3 separate regions of the Mus musculus genome follow, and regions 1 and 2 are each linked to region 3. A link is a contact called in public promoter capture Hi-C data. All regions are on one chromosome and are shown on one strand. The core of a region is the stretch at or near the end of the contact, and the rest is flanking DNA. Distances in the headings are between cores, read along the strand shown.

What was found. Promoter capture Hi-C pulls out the DNA fragments that hold promoters and counts their contacts.
Region 1: a promoter capture Hi-C map of hippocampal neurons shows a contact between it and region 3, with 7 times the contacts expected there. The contact joins the enhancer-like site here to the promoter of Nudcd2 in region 3. A contact is called at or near these places in 4 of 39 promoter capture datasets (cranial neural crest, embryonic stem cells, hippocampal neurons and 1 more), 8 of 115 datasets of contacts at active chromatin or transcription factors (acute myeloid leukemia, astrocytes, bone marrow-derived macrophages and 5 more) and 1 of 9 other capture datasets (adipose tissue).
Region 2: a contact with region 3 is called in a promoter capture Hi-C map of pre-B cells, with 14 times the contacts expected there. The contact joins the enhancer-like site here to the promoter of Nudcd2 in region 3. A contact is called at or near these places in 7 of 39 promoter capture datasets (cranial neural crest, embryonic stem cells, frontonasal cranial neural crest and 4 more), 4 of 115 datasets of contacts at active chromatin or transcription factors (astrocytes, embryonic forebrain, large pre-B cells and 1 more) and 2 of 9 other capture datasets (liver and macrophages).

What each region holds. Positions count from the first base shown.
Region 1 is chr11:43,492,522-43,496,434 of GRCm38.p6, forward strand. No RefSeq gene overlaps it. Among named protein-coding and RNA genes, the nearest start is that of C1qtnf2, 20 kb to the left of the region's middle. Within about 2 kb of position 1,725, at least 52 of the 459 cell types and tissues checked have an H3K27ac peak or open chromatin away from gene starts, as enhancers often do. A contact at or near this core is called in hippocampal neurons, where this site is marked.
Region 2 is chr11:43,342,761-43,346,632 of GRCm38.p6, forward strand. No RefSeq gene overlaps it. Among named protein-coding and RNA genes, the nearest start is that of Mir146, 30 kb to the right of the region's middle. Within about 2 kb of position 2,296, at least 45 of the 459 cell types and tissues checked have an H3K27ac peak or open chromatin away from gene starts, as enhancers often do. A contact at or near this core is called in pre-B cells, where this site is marked.
Region 3 is chr11:40,731,873-40,735,481 of GRCm38.p6, forward strand. It overlaps Nudcd2 (NudC domain containing 2), which reads left to right and starts at 1,789. Exons shown (of 4, transcript NM_026023.5): 1 at 1,789-2,282. The coding sequence starts at 2,094. Hmmr (hyaluronan mediated motility receptor (RHAMM)) reads right to left here and starts at 1,565. Exons shown (of 18, transcript NM_013552.2): 1 at 1,442-1,565. The coding sequence starts at 1,487.

The DNA.
Region 1 (3,913 bases), core at 475-2,974, 2.8 Mb after region 3:
GTGAAACTTTCTCAAGAAAAAAGAAAAAGAGTATTAATTTACCAGTATGCAGAGGGAGTATGACATTACAATGGGGTAATCCTGAGCCTCCTCAGAATGTAAGCGCTGTTCATCAAGGACCCAGGCTTTTTATTATTATTTGCTGGCCCACTGCTCGGTCGGTGATGAAGAGCAGGGTTTCACTGCGTGCCTGGTGGCAGGAATGAATAGCACTGAGATGAGTCTACCCTGGTCAGGTGTTTTCAGAATACAGGGCTAAAGAAGCCTCCATGCCAGAATGCGGTAAGCCCATGATCAACGCTTAGAGATTTTCCTATCTGATAGGGTCAAACATTCAAGCAGCTTGCGCTCACTGCCCCCTGGTGGATACTCATGGAACAACAGGTAGGGCATGGGCTGGTCCTGGGAAGCGTGGGCCCAGTGCTAACAAAATAAGGTTTATTTAATCATTCTCACTGAGTCCACCACAAATGCAATGGGGTGGGTAAGTGTCTAGAAACCAGGCAGTACTCTGTGGCCCAAACAGATCAACAGGTGGGCAGGGGTTCTGCCCGGGGTCCCCGCAGAAGGGTCAGCCTCTGAGATGGACTGGCACCTTCATTTGTAAACAGTTTTTTCTTTTCCTTTCTCTAAAAAAAAAATTTTTTTTAAACCAGGCATGATGATGAGAATCCCAGCACTCAGGAGGCAGAGGCAGGTGAATCTCTGTGAGTTGGAGGATAGCCTGATCTACATAACAAATGCCAGGCTAGCTAGGGCTACATGGTAAGACCCTCGTTCCTAGTCCTGTCTGTGGCTTCTTGAATGCCTTGAGAAGCTGGGCCTGTTTGCGGTCTTCCCTTTATGTAGGTACTGAAGAAGACCTAGAACTTGGTGAGCCTTTAATCCAAAGGCTCTCTCTCCTTCAATACACTCTTTGAAAAGCAGCTTCCCGCCTCACGGTTTTCGAGACAGGGTTTCTCTGTGCAGTCCTGCTGTCCTGGAACTTGCTCTGTCAACTGGGCTGGCCTGGAACTCAAAGAAGTCCGCCTGCTGGGATTAAGGCCTGTGCCACCAGACCCCAGTTCAGTGCATTCTTTGAAGGGCAGCTACCCCCTTCTGAAGCAGCCTGGAGAACCCCACCTCTGATCATGACAGTGCAGAGAGCTTCCAGCCCACACTGACAGACAGACCTTAGGTCTCCCCTGGCAAGTGCGTGTTGTACTCCGTTTACATAAGGGCTTTTCCTCTGCAGGTTGATGATCAAAATTATGGCAGGGGAGAAGTCTGACACCCATCTCAGACACAAATTTTAAAAGATGACCAAAGACTCAATAATATATACAGATAATATTTTAATAGAGAATGTTAGTAAATCAAGATTAATACAAAAACAAAGAGCAAAAGTCAAAGTTGGGATTGACAGGGCTGGAATTAGGGTGAGGTAAAGGAGAGACAGTGCGGGGGTGGGGGCGAGTCGGTTCTACAAGTACAGAATGCATCAAAGTTACATTGGAGGCTTGACAACCACCCCCCCAGCCTCCCCAGCTCCCCAGCCCCCCAGCCCCAACCCACTCTCTCCTATCCCCACCCCACTCTTCACCCCCACCATAATAGGAAGAAACGGCTTCCGGGCTGCATGTAATTCTTACTTGTGCCACTAGAGGGAGCACACCTACCGCACAAACCTCCAATAAGCCACAGGGGGCTGGAAAAACCAGCAGGCCTCTGCAGCAGACAGTTTCCTAGCCTCAGAGCCCAAGACAAAAGGGAGAGTCTCAGGCCAGGGTTCTAGGGTGGCTGTGATCTTGTGCTGGGAAAAAAGAAAAAGAAAGAAAAGGAATAAAATCAGTCTCACCTTTTCCAGACATCTGCACTTGGGACAGAGTTTTGAGCTCCCTGTTTGTGTCAGAGACCAGCCTGAGATGGGGCAGGAGTACCAGCTCTTGTTAAGCAAGAACGGGGTCCAGTCCTGAGTGTCTTGGGGTCCCCTGTGTGGTTTGGGTGATAACGTTTGTGACTTCAGCAAAATGAACGGCTGGGCCAGAAGATCTCAGGACCAATGTAGGCATCAAATGTTGATCTCTCTCTCTCTTCAAAGCAGTCAGGAAAGGACGACAACACACGCACAATGAGTAGCATTGCTGAGGGAATCAGCCAGCGTCTAAATCTCCACACTCAGGCCTCTGCTTCTACTGAAGACGTGTGTGTGTGTGTGTGTGTGTGTGTGTGTGTGTGTGTGTGTGTACACGCATGCACACACTGAGGCCAGAGAAAAATAGCGGGTGTCCTGATTTACCATTTCTCATCTTATTCCCTTGAGTCCGAATCTGTCACTGAACTTGGATCTCTGCTGATGACTGACAATCCCCAGCAATCCTCCTGTCTCTGTCCCCAATAGAACTAGAGTGACAGACTTGTGTTCATGCATGCCAGGCTTGTATGTGAGTTTGGGGAAAATCTGTATTTAGGGCCTTTTCTGCCCCTAACCTGCTTTTCTGGCCAATGCTTTTACACACTGAGCCATCTTCCCACCCCTCAGTGAAGACTTCTGTTATAACAAATCACTGTCAAATCTCCTGAGCTACACTAGAAATGGCGGCAACGTTTACTGAACACTGGCAGCAGGCCGCCTTTGATGTGTGCGGACTGCTCCACAGTTCACACTATTGTCAGCAGCTTCCAAGACCACCAACCTCACTTCATAGACACGGGGAAGCAGAGACCACAGATAGGGGGCCCCTGTGAGCAGGTCTGTCTACCCCATGCTTCCCAGCGGGAGGAGCCTGATAAACCAGAACTGTCTAGGCTTTGACAAGTTTCTGAGTAGGATAGAGTTGGTTCCGAGGGGGTCTCAGGTCAGACCTTTGAAGCCATTTGGTACCACAACCTACCCAGGCTTTCAGAGCAGTGGCTCGCCTCTCCTTGGGACCCTCTGATTCCATAGTCTGAGAGTCACAGACCCAGCTCCTTGCACATGGGTCTGATGACAGGAGACCCTACGTTAGTGTAGCTCCCTCACTCTTCAAGAGCTATACCCTTTCCCTGCTGTAGAAACAGAAGCCTAAAAAGAACTTTCCAGAAAAGGCCACAGATAGCTCAGGGAAAATGCCACACCCTCCCCCACCCCACATTTAAGACATTCTTCATCTACTTCCTAATTTTTTCCCCTCACATTAGTGCTAATTTAAAGACAAGATCAGAGCTGATGCCGTCATCACCACAGCCAGCTTCTTGTGTCTGCCTCACACAGAATCTTCCCGCTGAGGCTGGCAACCCTCCAGCATGGTTTCCTAGGGTGAGTCATTTACTACACAAGCAGAGCTGCACATGGAGGTCTCTGAGATCAAAGACTAAGGCATTCACCCAGAGAGCGGGCCATCTTCTCAGCTGACCCACCATCCCTTGGCTAAGCCCTGTGGGCAAATGGCTTTCAGGGCTTCTGAAGAGTAGCCCCTAAATGGCTGCTAGACTTGGCCAAGTTTGCATTCAACAAATATTTACTGAATTGCATCTATGTGCCAAGCTTCACCTTAGGCACGGGGGACCCTGAGGTGAGCTTAGGACTGGATACAGGAGACAGACATCGGGAAAATAGTCACACAAATACAAGCAAGATGTCCACACGAATGGCAATAAGAGGCTTTGTCTGACAAGGTGTAGGGCACACTTTACTGGTAGTCACAACGGAGCTGGGGGGAAGTGGGAGTGAGGCAGAGGGTCCAGGGATAAAAGGCATTTGTTGCAGAGTAGGGTTTTTTTTTTTTACATGCAAAAGCCCTGTGGGAGACAAAGTGTGGAAGGAATCAAAGACCCCACCTCTCTCCTCAGGGTGGAGCAAGATGAAGCACACCATCAGCTGAGCTCCACTTCAAAGGCTGAGATGGCAAATGGAAGGCACACACCTTGACCCTGAGAGTAGCAGAAACCATAG
Region 2 (3,872 bases), core at 1,046-3,545, 2.6 Mb after region 3:
CTTTTATTCCCCCCCCCCCTCCGCCCCCAGAAAAGTTCAAACCATGACCAGCAAGCTGAGCTCTGACCTCTAAGTTGCCATCACAGAGCAGCCAAGGAACAAAGAGAGAGTCAATCCCACAAAGAAAGACAGCCATCACTGTGAACCTTCTTCCCACCTCCTCTGTAAAATGCCCTTTGAAATGTTTATACGTACACCTCTGCTGAAATGCTGCAGCTCCAGACTCACAGATTGTTGGTGTAGAGCAGTCCCCGGGAGCGTCAGCCCCATCCACTGGTTAGCTTGAAGAGCCAGAAGACGTTTATTTGCTCCATCCGACTCATCTGAGTTGTAAAAGCTAATTCATCTCTCACAAGCCATTTCCAAGAAAACGGGTGAAGTCCTTACATTGAAAAGAGCAAACTACAGGAGGGTGTGGAGAGAGGAGATATCAAATAAGACTAAAGTATAAGAGTGTGTGTGTGTGTGTGTGTGTGTGTGTGTGTGTGTGAGAGAGAGAGAGACAGACAGACAGACAGACAGACAGACAGAGACAGAGAGAGACAGAGTAAGGGCATAAGAATGTTGGAATCTCACTATCCTCTACTATCAGAGTCACCTAGAGGCGAACACCAGATTGGGAGCACTAGAGAAAGGGCGAATAAAGAATTCAACTCACTTTTTGAGGACGGTATTTTTGGTTAATTGGGAGCTATAGTGAGTTCAAGAAAAAGAATTAGGGGTTGCAGTTGATCTGTTAGTCCAAGCAAGACACGGTAGTAGTTTCAGAAGGAGTCAGAGTCATAAAAGGGAAAGGTGGGCAGGTTAAAAATATGTCTGAGTCAAGTAATCAACGCAAGGCTAAGCACAGCATTGCAAGCGGGGAAGAGATACGAGATTTCGACAAAGTCTCTGACTTATTTAACTGCATTGTGGTTGCTGTTCAATGAGGTAAGAAACATCAGAAAGCACAGATGGGTGATTGCAGGCTCACTCTCAAAATGCTGATTTCAAGACATCCAAATGGTGAAGTCAGGTATTCCATTTGCAGCTGGTAGGAAACAGACGTGACTTTTGTATTTAAATGTGATGCATGGAAACAGAGGGGAAAGTTGGGCCTGACTAAAGGCACACTCCTTTTAATGGAAGCACTTGTGAAGCAGAGGCAGAAAGATATTGGTCAGGTCAAGGTCAGCCTGGTTTACATACTGAGTTTCCCCAGGCTAGTTAGGTAACACACAGTGAGCTCTTGTCTCGGGTAAGAAAAAGGGGGGAGGAGGAGGAGGAGGAGGAGGAGGAGGAGGAGGAGGAGGAGGAGGAGGAGGAGGAGGAGGAGGAGAGGAGGGGAGAAAAAGGAGGAGGAGAGGGAGGAAGAGGAGGAGGAGGAGTGGAAAGAAGTGCTTGGCTTAGCTAGGGTTATATCGTTAGGAGAGAGAATACAATGTGAGAGGAAACAAGGTCCTGGGACCACATGTAGTGGCCAAGAAGGTGAACCTCTAGAGAAACATGAGGGAAATCCAGGCACAGAAAAATTGCAGAATGGCATCAACCCCAGAGCCTTTTCCAAACATTAATTCCTCCCTTGGTCCTGTTTCTTGAGCATTTGCACACAAGGTTTGAAATAGACCACCAATTTCTGGAAGAAAAAAAAAAAATCTGTTTTCCTTCAGGCCTTGGCTATTTCAGCATGACAGCTTTTGGCCTTGACTAAGCCTGTAGCCCCTGGAGATCCCAAGCTGCCCTCTGTGTTAAGAATCCTCGCAGCCAGAAGGCCATATGCAGCCCCAGACCTTACCATGGGTCACTATAAAGACATAGCCCTGGGCTTCGCAGTCTCTAAGACAACCAGAGACCTGGGTTCCTCTGCCCACCGTGCCTCCATTTCCTATGGTCCTGTAAGGAAGGCAGAGCCATATAGATAATACAAGCCTCAGTGTGCCAGCTACTCTCTGCCCTTGATTCTATGTCCCTGCACTTGGCTGCATGCAGCCAGCTCACCAGACTATTACATCTGCTCCCAGTATTGATGCGACATGCAGCAATTTGCTTTGAAAATCAACGTCTGAGGATTGGAGGGTTTGTCTGAAGTGCAGACCCGGCGCTCTGCTGAAAGGGTACAGCTGACTCACAACGCTTTCGTTTGTTTGGTTTACCCAGTCAGACGCACGCACCCCACCGGCCCTGCCCAGCATGCATGATCTGTGAGTCTCCTCTGGAGTTTGATTTGGGAGGATAATAAGCTACACAAAGGAGCAGATAACCAGAGGGGCTTACTTGCTGTCTGAAGGGTTTATATTTAGCTTGTGACTGGGCAGCTGTCAGGATGTGGCAATCACCCTTGGGAAACATAGTCCTGGGGGAACACAAAGGCGGGGCAGGACTAGGACAGGAAGAGGATATGGAGGGTTTAAACTGTTTAGGGACACAGGAAAGAGGACCAGACCAAATGTACCATATAAGCTATTATCTGGGGACAGTATTTTGGATACTTGAAGCACAGAATACAGACACAGCGAACACAAAATAGTGAACAAGAGGCATTTTCCCCAATGTTCTGTAAATGGCCCGCACAGAGAAATTCGAGGTCCCTTTGTCTTTCCTTCCCAGCTACACTCTATGATGAGCAGCCAGCAGAGCAGGTGGCTCCAAAAGCCTGTGTTCGCATGCAGATCTCATATGAGCTCAGAAGCCATCTCCCCTTGCTAAACAATGGAAATGCTGGAAAAGATAATCTGAAAGACATCAAAATTCTTCCCCAGCAAAGACAAGGAGAGTAACCTGAAGGGCACAGGTGGGGTCAACAGGAACCTGCCCATTATAGATGCCTGGGTCAGTTATCACAGGATGCTCTGCACTTGTTAAAGGTTCAGGGCTGATGCCATCCAAAACAAACAAACAAACAAAAACAGTGGTCAATGTTTTTTATTTAATTTAATTACATTTCTCCCCTCCCTTTCCTACCTCCAAGCCCTCCCCACTCTCCCTCAAATCTATGTCCTCTTTTTCACTAATTGTCATTACATGTATTAGATAGATAGATAGATAGATAGATAGATAGATAGATAGATAGATAGATAGATAGATTGATAGATAGATAGATAGATAGATAGATAGATAGATAGATAGATAGATAGATAGATAGATAGAACGTATTCAGGAATGCAACCTGTTTAGCTAGTCTGATTAATTGTATGTGTGTTTACAGGGCTGGCAGTGTGGCACTTGGCAACCATCTGGTATGCTCTTCCCTGGGGAGGTCCACCCCATCCCACTCTCTGCTTTATTCAGGTGCCTAGAGCTCTTTATGTGGGGCTGAGACTTCATGGGCTTTCCCCTATCCAATCTGTCATGTCCACTGGTGCCATCCTTGTTCAGCTCACACTTGGACAGTCTTAGTGGTGAGACTTCATGAGTACAGCTTCTGATATTACTAGGAGACACAATCTTAGATCAAAGTCCCTGATCCCCTGGCTCTTGCAATCTTTCTGCCCCCTCTTCACAATGCTCTCTCAGCCTTACACGTGGGAGGATTTTGTAGATGTATCCACAGGGACTGGAGTCCACAAACCTGCACTTTGATTGGCTGAGGGTTTTTTGTAGTGGTCTCCATATGTTCCAAACAGCACTTTCCTTGATGTAAAGACTACAGTTACCTGTAGGTATAAGAACAAATGTTTTTCGATTTTTAGGGAGTGTGCTGGTTTAGTAAATTAATGGTTCTAGACTCTTCTCCAGTTAACCAAGACTCTAACCAGCACTGAGTCTTTAGCTAGATTAGGCTAGCTAGTAGTTAGCTGTATTAGACATGAATTCCTTCTTGTTGAGCCTTGGACTTGTCTTAAATCCAACTGGAGACCTGATGGTTACTGCCAAGGCATGTGTGCCACTACTGC
Region 3 (3,609 bases), core at 539-3,038:
AAAACCAAACAGCAGCTGAGCCATGTGTGTTGTGCAGGTCTCTTAAGTTTCAGTACTTGGGAGGTGGCAGCAGGAGTACAAGGCTAGCCTGTGCTACAAGAGACCTTGTCTCAAAACAAAAACATCTACCCTGTTCTGTAGAACCTAAGTTGTCTGAGTTCCCTGGAAATGGTGTGGCCATGGAGATGGCTGTGTCTGATCACTCACTTGACCTTGTGAATGGAGGAACGTTGATAGAAACCAGATAGAGACTACTAACCAGTACATGCTACAGAGGATATAAACCGGCCTTTCATCTTCCGCTCCATCACTTACTTGCTGGCTGCATAATATAGTCAGAAACTCTCTCAATGTTCTCATTTGTAAAGAGTACAACTTTGGTACTTTTCTCGTCTAGCTGTTCAAAGGAATAACATATAGACCTTACGACAGTACAGCTGCACAGTTAGCATCTATCACCTCACACCCAAGGCTCTAGTTACTTGTGCATAAACCACAGCCCTTAAGAGCATAGCATATATCCTTGGAAGTCTGGGTTCCCACTCCATTTCTGCCAATTTAGTTTCATAAAATTGAGTGGATTTCAGTCTCATTTTTCATTTACTTCCAACATGCTATTAATTTGTTGTAGGTGTGAGTTACTGACAGTCTATGTAGCTCAGGCCACTAGGTCTGGAAGTGTCTATTTCTTACAGGTGAAAACATTAAAAATTACTTTATTCTAACTGTTTAAATGCTATCACCATCTACACTCAATTTACTCTGTCATCTACACACCAAGTTCCACTATTCTATTGTTAAAATGCTGAACATTACTTAAGAATTGTTTCATGAGATGGCTCAGTGGGTAAGAGCACTGACTGCTCTTTCAAAGGTCATGAGTTCAAATCCCAGCAACCACATGGTGGCTCACAACCATCTGTTATGGGATCTGAGGCCCTCTTCTGGTGTGTGAGGACAGCTACAGTATACTCATGTTAATAAATCAACCTTAAAAAAATAAAATATTAAAAAAGAAATTCCAAAGAACTGTTTCACGAGTGGAAAAGAATCCGTGGGCAGCTGTCTTTACTGAACAGATTTCTCAGTCTTTATGCTTTTATATCTGAATGCAATGTCAATGCAGAAAATTCTAAAGAGAGTAACTTCTTTTTAAAAAGAAAAGTAGCGCCTGCCAACTCCTAATCCCCTTCAACCAGCTGTGGTTTCTCCATGGTGTTGATGGCATATTTTGGAATCTCACGCTTGAAGACTCGCTGTGTGCAGGGATGACCTCATTTCACGTAGGGCCGCGTCTCTACCATCCCACACTGCGCTAACCAGGTGTTTACTGCGTGAATTTGGAGAAAAACAAACACCGCCCCAGCCCTAACCTGGCTTTCGAATGACTGGGAAACGAGGGCACATCCCCTTCCCACCCTGTTCCCCCACCCGTACGTACCCGAAGGGTCATTGAATCTCTTCAGGGGCGCCTTAGGAAAGGACATTCTGACGCCTGGGTCCAGATGAGACAGCAATCAAACGCCCCAGCAAACTGTCAGCTCGCCTGAATTCAAATTTACCTCAACTTTCCCCCTCAGCCAATCAGAAAACCTAAACCTATCTGGCCAATCCTGCATGGTCCAAAGAGCATGCGCACTAGATTCCTACCGCCGCCCAATCGGAAGGTTTGTAAGTTTAAGCTAGTAGCCAATAAGAGGCTGCTCCTGATCGTCGCCGCAAACAGCTCTATCCAATCACTTCTGGTTTTACTCAGTTTTACTGGGTAGCCCAGTTCGCGCAAGCGCACTTCACAGGCCGGTGGACGCGTCGGAATTTTGGCGTCACACAGGTTTAAAGATCGCAGGCACTTTTCTCCTTTGTTCCGGCGTCAGTGTTCTTTGGATGTCAACATCTCTAGGCTTCGGTCGATTTCACCAGGGCTCACGAGTGTCTTAAATGGGCTCTGAAAGGGAGAATTTTGCACACTCGGACACGCCAGTTTGGACTCTTGCGCATGTGCAGTGACCCCAAGGCGCCGAGGGCAAGCCCAGAGCCTAGTCCCGCCGGTGTAGTGCTCTCCCGGAGCCGTGTGCCTGCGTGGCGTCTTCAGAATGTCCGCCCCGTTTGAGGAGCGCAGCGGGGTGGTTCCTTGCGGGACTCCGTGGGGACAGTGGTACCAGACCCTGGAGGAGGTGTTCATTGAAGTCCAGGTGCCCCCCGGCACTCGCGCGCAGGACATCCAGTGCGGCCTGCAGAGTCGGCACGTGGCTCTGGCCGTGGGTGGCCGCGAGATCCTCAAGGTAGCAAGCCAGGGCTTGTCCCGAGTTCCTTCTTCTGGCTTTCCCGCACCCCGAGCCCTAAAATTCACGGTGTCAGAGGGATGACTGCTGGGTGTGGCAAGGTTAGTTCCTGGCTGGTAGAAAGAAGTGGTAAATTGTTCTGGCGAGGGGTCTCCACGGAGCACTGCACCCACAGAGCAGATTTTGCGCGGGTAGAACTCAAAGATTTTGTTCTCCACTTTATTTCTAAAATAGGTTTGGGGTGCTTTTATTTCCTCCGGAGTTCCTGCTGACAGAAGGCTAAGTAGGTCAAAAGAACGAATATGCGTCTTCTGGGCACCGATGGGAGTCCCAGAGACTAGACAAAAGGATTCTGAACTCTGTTCATGACGTGTAGGCTAATACAGGCACTTACAAGCAAGGCTAGGGTAATGGGATGAGGATTCCAAGATGTCAGATTGGTTTTCTAAATAACAAGTTTCTTGCATGTTGATCTTCATCGTAGTGAAAAGGTGTGTGAAGTTACCTAATTTCACCAAATTTTTAATCTGGTCACATTTCCCCGTTTTTGGTTAAGAATTTATTAAGACTCACATAACAATCAGGCTATACTTTACACCTAGATTAGATGCATAGCCTGTTGGAGGATGACTGTATAATGTAGTGGTGAACGGAGACATGATACTGTGTTTTGTAACCTTGGGCAGGAGAAGGAAAATTAGTCAACAGCTAATTGGATATCAATTTCTGCAACATGTGATTTGAACCTTTTTAAGAAACTGGCCTTTTCTAGTGCCAGCTTCTCAAAAGAGATTGAACTAGCTTTAATAACATTGAGTTTAAAAGAGAGAGCACTTTTAAGGCAGGTGTTGTGGTGCACGCTTTTAATCCCAGCATTTGGGAACCTTAGGCAGGTAGATCTCAGCTCAGCGAATTAGGCCAGCAAGCCAGATGTACTAAGCCAGCTCCATGACTCCATAGAGCAGTGGTTTTCAGCCTTTCCTAATGCTTCGCTCCATTAATAAAGTTCCTCATGGCCGGGTGTGGTGGGCACACGCCTTTAATCCTAGCACTCAGGAGGCAGAGGCAGGGGGATTTCTGAGTTTGAGGCCAGCCTGGTCTACAAAATGAGTTCCAGGACAGCCAGGGCTTTACAGAGAAACCCTGTCTTCAAAAACAAACAAAAAAGTTCCTCATGCTGTGGTGGCCCCCAACAATAAAAACAGTGTCCTTGATACTTCATAAGTGTAATTTTGCATTTACGAATCTGTCATTAAATATCTGGTATGTAGGATATCTGATATGTGACCTTGAAAGAGGTTGAGATGAACAGGCTGAGGACTGACAG